Linked DNA regions of Mus musculus: region 1 is linked to region 2. The links are chromatin contacts, called in public HiChIP or PLAC-seq maps. All regions are on one chromosome and are shown on one strand. The core of a region is the stretch at or near the end of the contact, and the rest is flanking DNA. Distances in the headings are between cores, read along the strand shown. Region 1 overlaps Trp63 (transformation related protein 63). Region 2 overlaps Tprg (transformation related protein 63 regulated).

The links. HiChIP or PLAC-seq counts read pairs in DNA pulled down with a chosen protein or histone mark.
Region 1: a contact with region 2 is called in a CTCF HiChIP or PLAC-seq map of the NIH/3T3 cell line, with 7 read pairs. The contact joins two enhancer-like sites. A contact is called at or near these places in 5 of 15 datasets of contacts at CTCF or cohesin (the NIH/3T3 cell line, embryonic stem cells, pro-B cells and 1 more), 10 of 484 Hi-C or Micro-C datasets (3T3-L1-derived adipocytes, the AML12 cell line, B cells and 7 more), 4 of 115 datasets of contacts at active chromatin or transcription factors (astrocytes, embryonic stem cells, kidney and 1 more) and 1 of 9 other capture datasets (embryonic stem cells).

What each region holds. Positions count from the first base shown.
Region 1 is chr16:25,858,516-25,865,673 of GRCm38.p6, forward strand. Trp63 (transformation related protein 63) reads left to right here. Exons shown (of 14, transcript NM_001127259.1): 5 at 3,764-3,950; 6 at 5,160-5,275; 7 at 6,732-6,841. Among named protein-coding and RNA genes, the nearest start is that of Gm24928, 160 kb to the left of the region's middle. Within about 2 kb of position 2,801, at least 34 of the 459 cell types and tissues checked have an H3K27ac peak or open chromatin away from gene starts, as enhancers often do. A contact at or near this core is called in the NIH/3T3 cell line, where this site is marked.
Region 2 is chr16:25,371,555-25,378,213 of GRCm38.p6, forward strand. The region is part of intron 4 of Tprg (transformation related protein 63 regulated); the gene reads left to right. Among named protein-coding and RNA genes, the nearest start is that of Tprg, 88 kb to the left of the region's middle. Within about 2 kb of position 5,342, at least 33 of the 459 cell types and tissues checked have an H3K27ac peak or open chromatin away from gene starts, as enhancers often do. A contact at or near this core is called in the NIH/3T3 cell line, where this site is marked.

The DNA.
Region 1 (7,158 bases), core at 1,551-4,050, 480 kb after region 2:
CAGATGAGGAACAGCACACTTGAATTGTGAGGGCAGACAGGTGATGTGCTTAAAGAGTTGGGTTGAAAAGTTTGAATCAGAAGCTGGAGAGGTGGCTTAGAGGCTACATGGTTAAGAGGACATATTGCTCTTGCAGACAACCTTGATACTGGTTTCTAGAACCCACATGGCATTTCACAACCATCTGTAGCTCATTACAGGGGAATTGAACTTCTTCTGATTTCTGCAGGTGGTACACATACATATGTACAAGCAAAACACACACATACACATAGAAAAACAGGAAGGAAGGACAGAAGGAAAAAAGGGAGGAAGAAAGAGAAAGAAAGAGAAGGAAGAGAAAGAAAGAGAAAAAAGAAAGAGAGAAAGAGAGAGAAAGAGAGAGAAAGGAAGGAAGGAAGAGAAGAGAAGAGAAGATAAGATAAGAGAAGAGAAGAGAAGAGAAGAAGGAGGAGAAGGAGAAGGAGAATAGAAGGAGAAGGAGAAGGAGAAGGAGAAGGAGAAGGAGAAGGAGAAGGAGAAGGAGAAGGAGAAGGAGAAGGAGAAGGAGAAGGAGAAGGAGAAGAAGAAGAAGAAGAAGAAGAAGAAGAAGAAAAGAGAGAGTGTGTGTTTCTATTATGCTGTTGGAAGAACAGTAGAAAAGAGCTGGGCTTTAAGAGAGATGAGAATTGGGTAGGCCAGATTGCAAAGTTCCTTATCGAGTCCTTAGCAAGTCATGTTAGAAGAGACTTTGCTACCCTTGCCTTCCTCAGAGCCATAAGGCCACCAGTACTGACAGAAAGCCCAAATAGCCTTCCTCCTAGCCCAGAGTTTTTTCAAAACTTGCTTTCTTTGTGCAAGCACTGCAGTCAATGAATAATATCCTCTATGTTATCAGAAAATAACCCTTTTGAGCTCCAGGGCAATGACACTGGCAGTTGTATACATTTGAAGGTCATTCATAGAAGATCCCTGATGCAGTACATTAGAAACGAGTCAAAGTCCATTTTCCCCCTTTCACAAGAGAATAGAAAGATGAACTATTGTTACAGGAAAATGATGTGGAGCTGTGCAATACCTGTGTGTCGTCAGGCAAGGCTTTTCTTTGCCTTAATTTTCTTATCTATTAAATAGATGATAATGATAATGATGATGGTGATGATGATGGTGGTGATGATGATGATAATGATAGAGGTCCATTATCTCTTATCTGCAGTTCTGAATTCAAATAGCTCTAAAAAGGAAACATGGTTTTCATCTGTTTTAATTTTCTAAGTTTGTAGGACAATCATCTGTAGATTAAATTCAACCCAAATTCAGAGGCTTAGAAGTCACTCCCTGGTCCGAACGGATGTCGATGGTTTCTGCAGAGATGCTGGCATAGGTCATAGAGTGCAGGATTTATTCCTTGTGGCTGGTGTTCATGATAAACACTTCATGAACTTTCTTCCCTTTGTAATACCTGAACAGCTCTGGATACTGAATCCTCTGGCCCCAGGGACTCAGATAAGAGACCAGTAATCCCTTCCTCATAGTTTTGAGAAGAGATTCACTTTCTAATAACAGTATTCATTATTGAAAGTCAAAAGATAGATTGCCAACCTGCACCCCCAAAGATGAATAAGGGTCTGTGGTTGACAAAGCTGCAACTTTGCCTTCCCTGCCTGCCCTCCCTCCCTCCCTCCCTCCCTCCCTCCCTCCCTCCCTCCCTCCCTCCCTTATTTCCTTCTTTCTCTTTCTTTTTTGAGGGAATGTCTTTGTTTGTTTGTTTGTTTGTTTGTTTGTTTTGTTTTAAAACAATTGTATCACCTATCCCAGGCCAGCCTCAAATTTGCTCTGTAATCAAGGATGACGTTAAAGTCTTGATCTTCCTACAGTGACTTCACATTCAGTTTCTATGTTGTTAGGGAGTTAGACCAGGCAACCAACTGATGTGGACCCCAGCCCCGGAACTCCTTTTTAGTATTATTTTGGACACTTTAGTCTTTGCGGCTCGGTTTATAGTACATTAATTACTGCAGTGGATTGTCAGTGTCAGGAACCTGCCCTGTTCTGAACATTCATTGTTTTTCCTCACAGCCCTCCAATGCTTACGAGGAGACTTTGGTTACCTTCGGTTGTTAGCTGACAGGTTTATTTACTTTTTCACGTTTCCTAAGGTTCATAATGTTTTCTGTAACACTCGAAAGGGTTACATAAAGTATTTCGTGCAACTAAAACACAAATAGATATGCAGACTTCTTTGGTGCTCTGCATGGACGCGAGTTCTTAATAGGCCCTAACACAGCATTTCTGTAAAGTCATCATTTTAGAACACAAGAGCAAGAATATCCATCTACATTCCATTCAGCCTTTCCCAAGAAGAAACTTCTTGTGGTTGGATTTTTTTTTTTTTTTTTTTTTTGGCACACTTCCTTTACTTCAAGCTATGAAAAACCTTTTTACTGTGTTTAATCCCTGGCCTGTGGGCATGAAGGGCTGATTTCGCAATACTGTCCCAGCACTAAGAAATTTTAACTGAAAGTTTCATACGCTGAAATGCTCAGAAGAAAACCAAGTGTTATTTAAATAAATATTCTGTTTCAAAACGAAGCAATACAGCACATTTAAATGGGATTTTTTTTTTTTAAAGTAGGTGTTGTCCTTTAGTCAGATTTGGGGTGGGTCATATAAAAAATGAATCTCTTTGTGGTTCGGGCTCTGTCCTTGTGTCTCTTTCTCTCTGGGAGGAGGATGCTGCCAGCTTAGGCCCGCAACCTGTGTCCCTGTTTACCCTTGTTTGGATATGTGTTACTAGGTGCCCACTCTTGGCTGTGATTTCTAGTGCCTGGGTGGTTTTACCTCAGCATTGGAGTGAGCAGGAAAGCGACCACAAGGCACTGGTCCAGGAAGCTAGGGTGATAAGGTTTAACATGCAAAGACAATCAGAAAAACAAAGTTTCCACTCTGATTCTGAGGTAGCCAGAGGAGGCAACACAGGATAGAACTTTTCCTCTTAGATCTTTGGCATTTTTCACCAGATGTTGTCAGTTCTAAACCAGCTGATCCCCAGGGAATGTACCCCTGAAGACAAATAAGTATTAAGGAACAATTTCCTCACATGGTATATGACATATCTGTACAGCTGCCTCCCTTCAGAACCATGAGTAGCTGCTTCCTAATCCACTGGCCATTTCAGGTAGAAGACAGATGCTTCTCTCTGGGTTCTGTGTGTGGTCTCTCTCACAGCAGAACCACACAGTAAGTTGAGAACTTAGGGGCAGCTCTTGTGGTGCGGTGCTTACCTGTGAATCTCCTCAGTCATTGCCAGATAGCCCATCTTAAAAACAAGTTTCATGAACTCTAATTCCTATGACTCTCTTATAAGGACAAGGGAAATTATAGTCATCTAACCAGAAAGCTTGAAGCATTGTTTCCTGTTTATTTCTGGTACCCTGGTAAAGTTGTTCATAGTGTTATTATGTTCACTGATAATTTTATCCTAGAACTTCATACAGTGTTTTAATCATATACATTTCCCCTACCCCACCTTCCCCCAGATCAACCCAACTACCCAACTTCCTATCCCTCCTCCCTTCCATTAACATAGCAAGAAGTGTCAATTTGATTAATAGATATAGCTTTCTATTACAAAGTTGACATGTGCCACGTTTGTACAAGCCAGAACTTAGCATATGGCTAGAAGGGCCTTCAAAAGTGGTTGTGTTTTTCTCCTTCTGATTTGAAATATTATCTCATATTGGTTCTTTCCCCCTTCCTGTGGGGCCCTCTCTTCTCTAAGCAGTATTCCACCGAACTGAAGAAGCTGTACTGCCAGATTGCGAAGACATGCCCCATCCAGATCAAGGTGATGACCCCACCCCCACAGGGCGCTGTTATCCGTGCCATGCCTGTCTACAAGAAAGCTGAGCATGTCACCGAGGTTGTGAAACGATGCCCTAACCATGAGCTGAGCCGTGAGTTCAATGAGGGTAAGGCCATTGAGTTTTCTGGGATTCTTTTCCTCTCCACTCACTCAAGCTCTTTGATGGCAAAGAGGCTGGTTCTGATTTTAGGCTAAAAATAATGGTAAATAAATTTGTGGCCTTCACAGTAATTTAATTACTTATTAATTTCCTTTCCCAGATGTGAGTTTATAACTATACTCGAGTTGGGGTTGTTATGTCTGTCATAGCCTTTGTCTTGGGTGCCTTTCCCAGAGTGATCTTTCAAGTTTAGAGGAATGGGAGGCTCGGGAAGACCAAAAGAAGGAGCATTAAAGAATCAATGGAATGAACAAATGGAAAAGCAAAAGGAGAGAAAAAAGAATAAAATTTGAGATGGCAAACAATGAGTAAATAAAAAGAAAGCAAATGGATAGTGGAAAGGAAGACAGGTGTCTGGGAGAGGCCTTGGGGACCTTTTAAAAGTTCTGTATCCATGTATCATCTATACCAGACTCCTGAGCCCCAAATCCAACAACAGTGTTATAGAAGAGGTGAGAGCTTCCAAGGGTTGAAGTAGGTTTTGCATAAGGATTCCATGAAGGAAAGGGAAGCAATGCGCACTGGAAGCAGAAAGGAATCTTCAGAGTGTTGGAAGTACAGAATGGGTTGTAAGTTAGAATGGTTTCCAGAAAATGCCAAAAGCATAGATGTCAGGAAGTAGAGGATGTCAGAATCTAGGACACTGGCGAGACCACATGAAAATTTCATGGAGGGCGAAAGGGGTAAAGATTTAGAAGATAAAAATGGAACCAAACATCTCTGACAGATTTACACATTAATTTTTATCCACATTTTGTGTCCTGCTTTGTGCTTAACAATATACCATAAAGAATATTCCATACATGCAGAATTTATCCTCCGTTTGCCTAAATGCCCATGTTTCATCAAAATGACAATATTTTTGGAGGTTTTCTTCATTTTTCACATGATATTGTTTCAATCAAAATAAACAGCGCTGCAGCGAATATGTTGGTATTCTTAGCTTTTCACTTTTATGAAATAGTTTTCATAGACTGGAACTTCATAGCCAAAGGGCAAAGACACCATTATGGTTCCTTTGCTCAAGGATGTAGGTTTCCTTATGACATTAGACAGCTTCTTAGGCCACCGCCATTCATTTCCATGCCATTTCATTCCATATTCTTGATTCCTAAGGTGTGTAAACTAACTAGTCAGTCCTTTTCTGACCCACAGGACAGATTGCCCCTCCCAGTCATCTGATTCGAGTAGAAGGGAACAGCCATGCCCAGTATGTAGAAGATCCTATCACGGGAAGGCAGAGCGTGCTGGTCCCTTATGAGCCACCACAGGTAAGCAGGCAAAGAGGGCAGAGGCAGACCTGCAGCTGGGCTAGCAGGGCAGAAGACATAGCACAAATTTGGTAACATGTGGGATCTAGCATTTATCACCGTATTCACCCTTGTCATCAAATACATACAAAGCATTCTTTTAATATCTCTTGTTCCCGTGTCACCGCTTTAAAGATCCTGAATGCGGGACTGGAGAGATGGCTCAGCAGTTAAGAGTTCTTGCTGCTTTCCCAAAGGCCATTGGTTCTGTTTCCAACCCCATCTCAATATACATGGTTCTGCCACATACACATAGTGCACATATATCAAGCAAAATGCCCATACACATAAAAAATGAATATATCTCTTTTTTAAATCTTGAATTTAAGAAAGCATTGAATTAGCTTGGTAATGGGGCTGTAACCATGCTGCCCTCCTCAACACAGAAAGTGATGCTTGCAAGCCCATTTTATATAAAGCATTGTTTGATCTAGATGACAGAGCATTGATAGTACATGTAAACAAATGCTATGGTTTTTGTTTTTTGTTTTGTTTTGTTTTGTTTTGTTTTTTAATAGTAGATGTGAATAGGAGAAGCTATAGCACATTGTTTAACTGAAGTTTGCCTGAACAGATGGTTCGGTTACACATGTGTGTGTGAAGCACAATAGACCTGTGGAACATATACAGTAGTCACAGGACCACAGGAGTAACAGAGCTAATCTGCTGGAGTCACCTAGATAACTATGGGCTCTTTGGCATGTGACTCACCCTCTCTGGGTTTCACAGGCCTTGTGTATAAATGAACGATATAGATGATTTAATTCTGAGGGCGTTCTAGCTCTAGGATATTCTTCATGAAGATAAACATTCAAACCTACACAATACTGTTTTATCTTCAAAAAGAAAATATCCCCCCAAAGAATTGCTGCTAATTTTGGCATATTAAAAAAAAAAAGCCTCCTTTTCCAGAGCTCTCTGTGTGGTGCTGAAGTGAGTAACTTGGGTGAGGTTGCAAATCACAGAGCCATGAGCCAGTGGAAGTCATATTGCCAGTGTTGGCCTTGTGCTAGAAACATTAGTTTAGCTGGGCAGTGGTCGAGCACACCTGCAATCCCAGCACTTGGGAGGCAGAGGCAGGACGATTTCTGAGTTCGAGGCCAGTTTGGTCTACAGAATGAGTTCCAGGACAGCTAGGGCTACACAGGGAAACCCTGTCTCGGGGAAACAAAAACAGAAAACAAAAACAAAACAAAACAAAACAAAAATCCCAACAACAACAAACAAAACAGAAAGAAACATTAGTTTGACGCCTTCTAAAAAGCAAGACTGTGAGAGCTCTCCAGGGGATTTTACAATATCCCTTCCTAGAAGGAAACATGCCATTTGAAGTGGAGTTCTGGAGGGCAGAGCAAAAGCCATGTTACATGTTACATCATGTATATAGACATGTATGTTTCTTTCTCTCCTGTCTCAGGTTGGCACTGAATTCACAACAGTCCTGTACAATTTCATGTGTAACAGCAGCTGCGTCGGAGGAATGAACAGACGTCCAATTTTAATCATCGTTACTCTGGAAACCAGAGAGTAAGTGGCAGTGAGCAGAACCGAAATCACAAACAGCCAAAGGCCAAGGACCAAGCAGAATTCTTTGTTTTTGTTTTTGTTTTGTTTTGTTTTTTGTTTTTTGATTTGTTTTTGTTTTTTCCACTGCCTTTGCCTTTAGAAAGAGAAGACCCAGATTCAGTGCTTTGAGCTGCAAATCCCTTGTAAACACTGAAAGATCTGAGAAAGTGGAGACAGGGAAGGGGTGTGGGGGTAGAGGAGGGGACAAAAAAGAGCCAAGAGAGGCGGGCCATTCACTTCAGGCCCAAATTCTTGATGTTTGACTGGAATTGTTTTGG
Region 2 (6,659 bases), core at 4,092-6,591:
CCATTGAAAAGTACCTTCCCAACGTTTTAAAACCAAGAATGATAGAAAGAAGTTAATTTGCTATCAGCATCCATGAGCATGATCTTCCTTGGGATTTAGTTTGACTTGTATTTTGATCTATGCTTGAGTGAAGGGGACCACAACCCTTTTCGAGAGTAGCCTCAGAAGCCTCTAATGACTGTCCATGTAAGTGCTTAGTAAAGCCTGGTGCAAGAAGCACCCGCTCTTCAGAGGAATGACATCAAGTTGGAAAAGGCATGGCAAATTAGGCCCCTCTTCTTCTTCCACTCTGGCAAGAAGCAATAGCTTCTCCACAGAGGGATTTTTTAGTCATGAATAAAAAAAAAGTTTTTTTCCCCTCTCTGTTTTATTAGAATCTTGAAATTTTTGTTCTCATGCCCTTAAATCAGCCATTGGAGTAGGAGAAAGTTGTGTTAAATGCGGAAGGTATTGTATGGGTGCCTGGCAATTCTTCTTTCTCCCTCTCTGAGAGGATCCCTCAGTTATTGAAGCAGCAATATACCTAACTGAAATACTGCATAATGGACGTAGGGTATTGTGGAGCCAAGCCTCCCTAAGTTTGTCTTAGTTGGGTCCAATAGGGTAGTTAAGGATACCCTCTTCCCTCCCCTTTATAACTAATGTGGGACTAAAGGACAACAAAACAGTGCAGGCATTCCCTCTATACGCCTGCTCTGCCCACTTTTGGTCTTTCTTCATCAAGAGAAAAGATTTGCCATTGCTCATAACATGGGAGCTTAATATCATTTGAAAAAAATGTATGTTCATGTATGTATGTATGTATATAAATATAATATATAAGTATACATATGTAACATATATTTACACATATAATATACAGGTATACACATATATGTATAACATACATATATGTGTACATATACATGTATATATGTATACATATATACTTATAATACACATATATTATACATATATGTAAGTATACATAAGTACATACGTATATATGTATGTATGTATGTGGTGCACATATACAAGTAATATGTTCCACATGTATTAGCTTTCTTTTACTTTCTATTCAGTTTATTTTGCTTGTTTTCTTTTCTTGGATGATGATCATTTCTTTTTAACTATCTTGGAGATAGAATAAATACTAATGGGTAGCCAATCTTGAAAGCCACTGAGTCCTGGAGCAGAGAAGGCAGGTAAACAGGTCTGCTCTGTGAGGAGAGGGGTCTTAGTCATCCCCTTCATTGGGGGTCTACTCTGTGACTCTGAGAGTGGGAGTCAGGTTTCTGATGGTAACAGCAACAGCAACGTGATGGCTATCCCTAAGGCAATGGAGCACTATTGGTGAGAGATCGAGTATTTATTTCTTGATCAGAAAGTTACATATAAAATTGTCCCGATGAACTTGATCGAATGCCCCAATTCAGACCAAACAAGAAATGCATATAAAAGGTTCAAGGCACGATTTTAAAACCACTACATGGTCACATGAAGCACCAGTGGCTCTATCTGGAACATTTAATGATGAGAAGTGTGTTCTCACAAAAAGTAACTTATAAACAAGAAGACTAAGTGATAAGTATCTCCTGATCTTTATGGTTTATAAGTCAGGGATGGTGGGTCACTGTGGCCTGTAAAGCTCCAAACAATATGAACATTTTCCTAACTGGGATGCCAAGGCAGGTGGATCACTGTGGTTGGAGTCAAGCCTGGTCTACGTGACTTCAGTGCAGCCTGTTGTGCATTTTGTATGATAACTGCCATGTGTTTTTCTGGTGACCATCTCTTTCCTTTAATAGTAAATTAGAATTGTAAGCACCTAGGTCTCAGAATCAATGGTTAGTTATGGCAAGTTCGATGTGGCTATGCAAGAATTGGAAGACTAGTAGCCTTCGTAGGAAAGAAGAGATGAAATATATTGTCCCTGTCCTCAGTCTGCTTGAGATCTCATTGTGTTCTTACGTCTTATGAGACAGACATAACTTGACAGCGCATCTGTGAAAAACGGAAGAGAGAAGCTGCGGGAAGATCAGGCGATCTTGTTTTAGAGCTGGGAAGTTTACAGATAAACATATTTTGACCTGGAAGAGGGATGTGGCTCCTAGACTGAGGAGAAAAATTTGCCAAACAGATAAGAAGATGCAAATGTGCAACAAGTTGCTTAGGAACCACCACAGGGTCTCCTGGGTAACTGGAGTATACACAGAGAGGATAGACAGAGGTGCTCATACCCACGGCCTGCGCTGACAGTCAGGACAGAGTGTTTCATTTATTTTGTTTGGCTAATTTGAGTCAACTATTTTAAAGCCTGGAGGCTTTGCACACCTTTTTGTTCTACCATGTACAGCACAGCATCTTGTGTGACAAGCACGTAGCTCCGTGCTCAGTGCATGTTAAGTGCGTAATTGGAACTGGGTGGTATGTGTGATGGATTAGACCACTGAGAAAAGTACCACCAGGTCTTTGAACAAGTCCAGGTGAGAAGGATTGACAGGAGAGTTATACATAAAATTCTGAGTTCTCACCCTCTTAAAGGCACAAGATCACTCAAGAGTTGCTTGAAAGGGTGTAGAGTCTGAATCAGAATTGCCATGGGGTTTAGAGACCTACCATCCTCAGAAAAGGTCAAGCTGTATCACAAGTTGTGATGACAGGCAACAGGGGATTTTGTCACGCACACCCTGACTTTGCCTCTGGGCATCAGTGCCAAGAATGCCCTGGACTTGATCTTGATCCTGGGTGTGGCCCTGTCCACTCACTCATAATGACCAGGGAGGCGTGTTGACAAGCATGGGTGGATGCTGTAGGATCTCGGAGCTATTTCTTGGCAAGCTTTTGTGGGGAGGCGTTCCCCAAATGCCACAATCCTGTTATTTTTGAGCAGTGGACTAAACCCAGGTGCCTGATTGGACAAGACCACTCCCAATTTCTTCCAGATAAATATTTGGTTGCCAAGAAGTTATATTTAAATGAGAAATACCTCCTTAGGAAGTTGCTGCCTAGGGATTCCGGTACACATCAGGATGGATCTCACCCCTCCCGAGGAATGCCTGAGCAGACCCTAAATTTACTTGGCACTCACTGTATAATGCGAGGACACCTGCTTTGCGTTGTGTCAAAGTCTGTTCCTCTGGATAACAAGGAAATATTAGAGATGAAGCTTTTCTTCTGAAAGTGCTGTTAGCCTCCAGTATCAGGGCAATGGTGTCAGGACAGACAGGAGCCTGAAGCACAATTAGAGCAGCCACTAAAGACTTGGGGGCTCAAAGGAGAAAGTGGTTTTCTGCAGAGCTGGCTCTTTTCTAGCAATCTGTCCTAGAGTCTAGAATCTTGGGTTCTTGTTCTCTTGAGTTGCTCTCGCTTGCTGTCAATCTTTAATGTTACATTAAAATGCAGCATATCTGAAGTCCATGTAGTTACCCCGGCAGCTGCTGGGTGGCAGCAGACGTGCTCCAGCAGTGGTTAAGGAAAGTGCAGAAGGGCAGAGCTGCAAGATTCTCTGCACACTTACCTCTGTCCTGGTGGGACACACACACACACACACACACACACACACACACACACACATTCATGCATGCATGCACGCACGCAGGCACAGGGCAGAGACAAATGATAGCTAATTTTGAATTTTATAAAGAAATTGAGGACACTTGTTATGAAACAACCATCTAAACAGTAAATACTGGGACATCTTGAGTCTCTTTGTTGCTAGGCTGTGTAGGGTGTTTCCCACTACACTTACAGTTCTGTAAAGAGATGGGTTGTTTTCTTTACACATGAGTTCTCTGAGTTGCATCAAAGGAGAGGCACAGCCTTAGGCTCTAGGGTACAGAGTTGAAATGGCCCTGTTATGTTGAGGCTGTGCATCTTTCAGAACTGCTGATTCCTGGCTCCATTTAGGGTGATGGCTGCTGCAGCCGCAGCTGTACCCATAATGGTATATAACTGAAGCTCGTCCACATGCACATAAAACATAGTGGCCATCTTGCTCCTTCACTGAGGTCCCTCAGTTGTTATAAGCTGTTACAGGAATCTAGCAGAAAGGAACTGACTCTCCTGGCCATTGTGCTTGCATTTAGTTTGTTTGTTTGTTTTTTGCCATTTTTATTAGATCTTTGAGAATTTCACAAAACATATTCATCTCCCTCCCCCGACTCCTCCCAGACCTTTCCCACTCACCTAACTTTGTTTCCTCTTCATTAATTTAAACCCATCAAGTCCAATTTGCATTGCCATGTAGTCCTGGAAATGTGACTTTCCAGGGGACTGTGGTTGACCCACCAGGGGTTACAGCCTCAAAGAAAACTGTTTCATTACTTCTCTACATTATTGACCTATAAATCCTTTTCTCCCAATCATAATATTTGTGTCAGAAAAATTCTGGAGATAGAGGGACCCATAGAGACTATATAAGACCCAGAAGGGCAAAGCAACTTAGGTAAAATTACAGTTACAGAGACATAAACAACTGTGGGGCCCTGACTACTCAGGAAAACTCAGGCTTGGATCACAAAGCAAAGTGGCTTCACATACTGACTCTTATTTCTTGTCAGCCAATTCTCATCAGTAAAGACGGAAATTAATAACAGCATTTCAGGGATGTTGGTCAGTGTAAGCAGGTACTCTATTGGAAAGCCTAGTGGTTTGCTCATATGCAGTCTCTTGAATTTGGTTTGGACTCTTGGTGAGATCATGTGTTTTACAGTTTACAGCACAGTTAACCCTCCCCACCTGGTACAAGAGTACAACTCAGCCCTTGGTGGGAAAACAGTGCAAACAGTCCCTTCAGAATGTCTTCACGTCATAGGCTAACCAAGTTATAGCATGCTTTTCCCATATGTAGTTTAAGCATCTATTATTATGTTTGGGATATGCTTTGGCTTGTATTGCCAAACCTGTATAATTAAGTGTTATATTATAGTGGGCTCCACAGCATTGGGCAACGAAATGAATTCTGGCCTTGTAATCAGCTGAATTTTGTGCCAACTCTACAAGGCACTAGCTCTGTGATTGTACACGAATTTCCTTTCGAATCCATAAAGTGACAGTTCAAAAAAAAGAAAAAGGGGATATGACCGATTTTCAGATCTCATTTGCGGGGATTTTCTTCTGGGAATGCATCGGAGACTCCTACTGTCTGTGTAAGGTTTCATGTTGACTGCTGAGATCACTCTTCTAATCAAATCCGCTCAATCGTGGATGATTAAGATGATTTCCCAACCGCAGACCTCTCCTGCTCAAAGTTCTCTCTTTAAATTTACTGCCAGAGCTCAGTGGAGTTCAGTAGCCAGCTCAGATGCTGACAGACCTGGGAGACAGTACCGCCTCCTACAGGAAGGTGGCGCGAGAGACTCTTCTCATAGATCAACCAGGAGGCTAATGGCCTGGAATGGAATACTCACAGAATCAGTAAACTGGTGACCATTCAAAGCAGACTTCCCTTTTCGGGCATCCGGACTGTTAGTTGTCCAGCCTCAGAGGACTTCTGGTAAAACAGAATTGACTTGGGGAAGACTTTGCTTGTCATGATTTTCCCTGAGTGAAGTGGAAGTCAGCTTCTCTAAGAGTCGCCCTCCTCCCCCTTCTCTTCCTTATCTCCATGGAGTTAGGAGTCAGCCCATTAATTCAGTATCTATTCAGTTCTTGCAGTGTGCCAAGCATGCCAGAGCTGAGCTCTGGGGAGCAATGTGTGAAGTATTCGTTTTTCCGGGGCAAACGGTGAGATTGGAGAAGTATTAAGTATACGGCGTGTGGCAAATGCTGATACTTGTGACCCAGGTGGCACAGAAGGAGTGAAGGGGGCTCACTCAGAGGAGGCTACAGGAAGGATTCTCCAAAGATCCAGAATTTGAAAAATGTTCACTCTCTCCTTCATTTCAGTCCTCCTTGAGCTGATTATCCTGGTAGACAGTGACAAAGAGCACATTCTGGGGGGGGGGGGGGGGGGTCACACGAAGACTGGGGACACGAGTTCTCAACCCAGGCTTATTACTATTGTCCCTGCACAAAGATGGATGGAGGAGACGATCGGAATAGGTTGTTCAGTCCTTGCTGTCTAATTGGTCTCCGTCTCTCTTTCTTTTCCCCACTGATTAGCCTAGAAAAAAAAATCGCTATCTTTCCTAAGTGTTGGCTTTCTTAAAGTTCAGTGTACCCCATCTTCCATGACATAGACCTTTATTGGGGGGCCCTTAGCTTGTGGTTGAAATGTTCACAGTTCTTAACTGGAAAACACTGTTGAGAAAAGCCACAAAAATTGTGAACGTGCCCAGGCATATTGGAAGCTGCCCCCAAGGTCTTTCCATTGACCAGCACAAAGACTATGACGAAGGTGCTGTCTGCCCACTCCTATGTGGAAATCGTGTTGTGTTTGTCTAGAAGCCAGAAGGAAAAAAAATATATGTTGAAAATGGCCTGATGACAGCCTATTTTGAGATACAGATGCCTTGCTACTTCAAATCCTTTCTTGCAAAAATTCTTATAGTTGAAAGGTTTTCATTGGTCTGAAGTCCAAGGAAATGAGCGTCCTTCCTTATCTAATTTAGCTAGACTGACAGTTTGCCTGTAGCTATTGGGAAACAGAGGGCTACTCACAGCCATTGGAGTGAAACCTCTGGGATATGGGATACAGTTCCTAAGTTTGGCCACAGAAATGATTTTTTTCTTTAAAA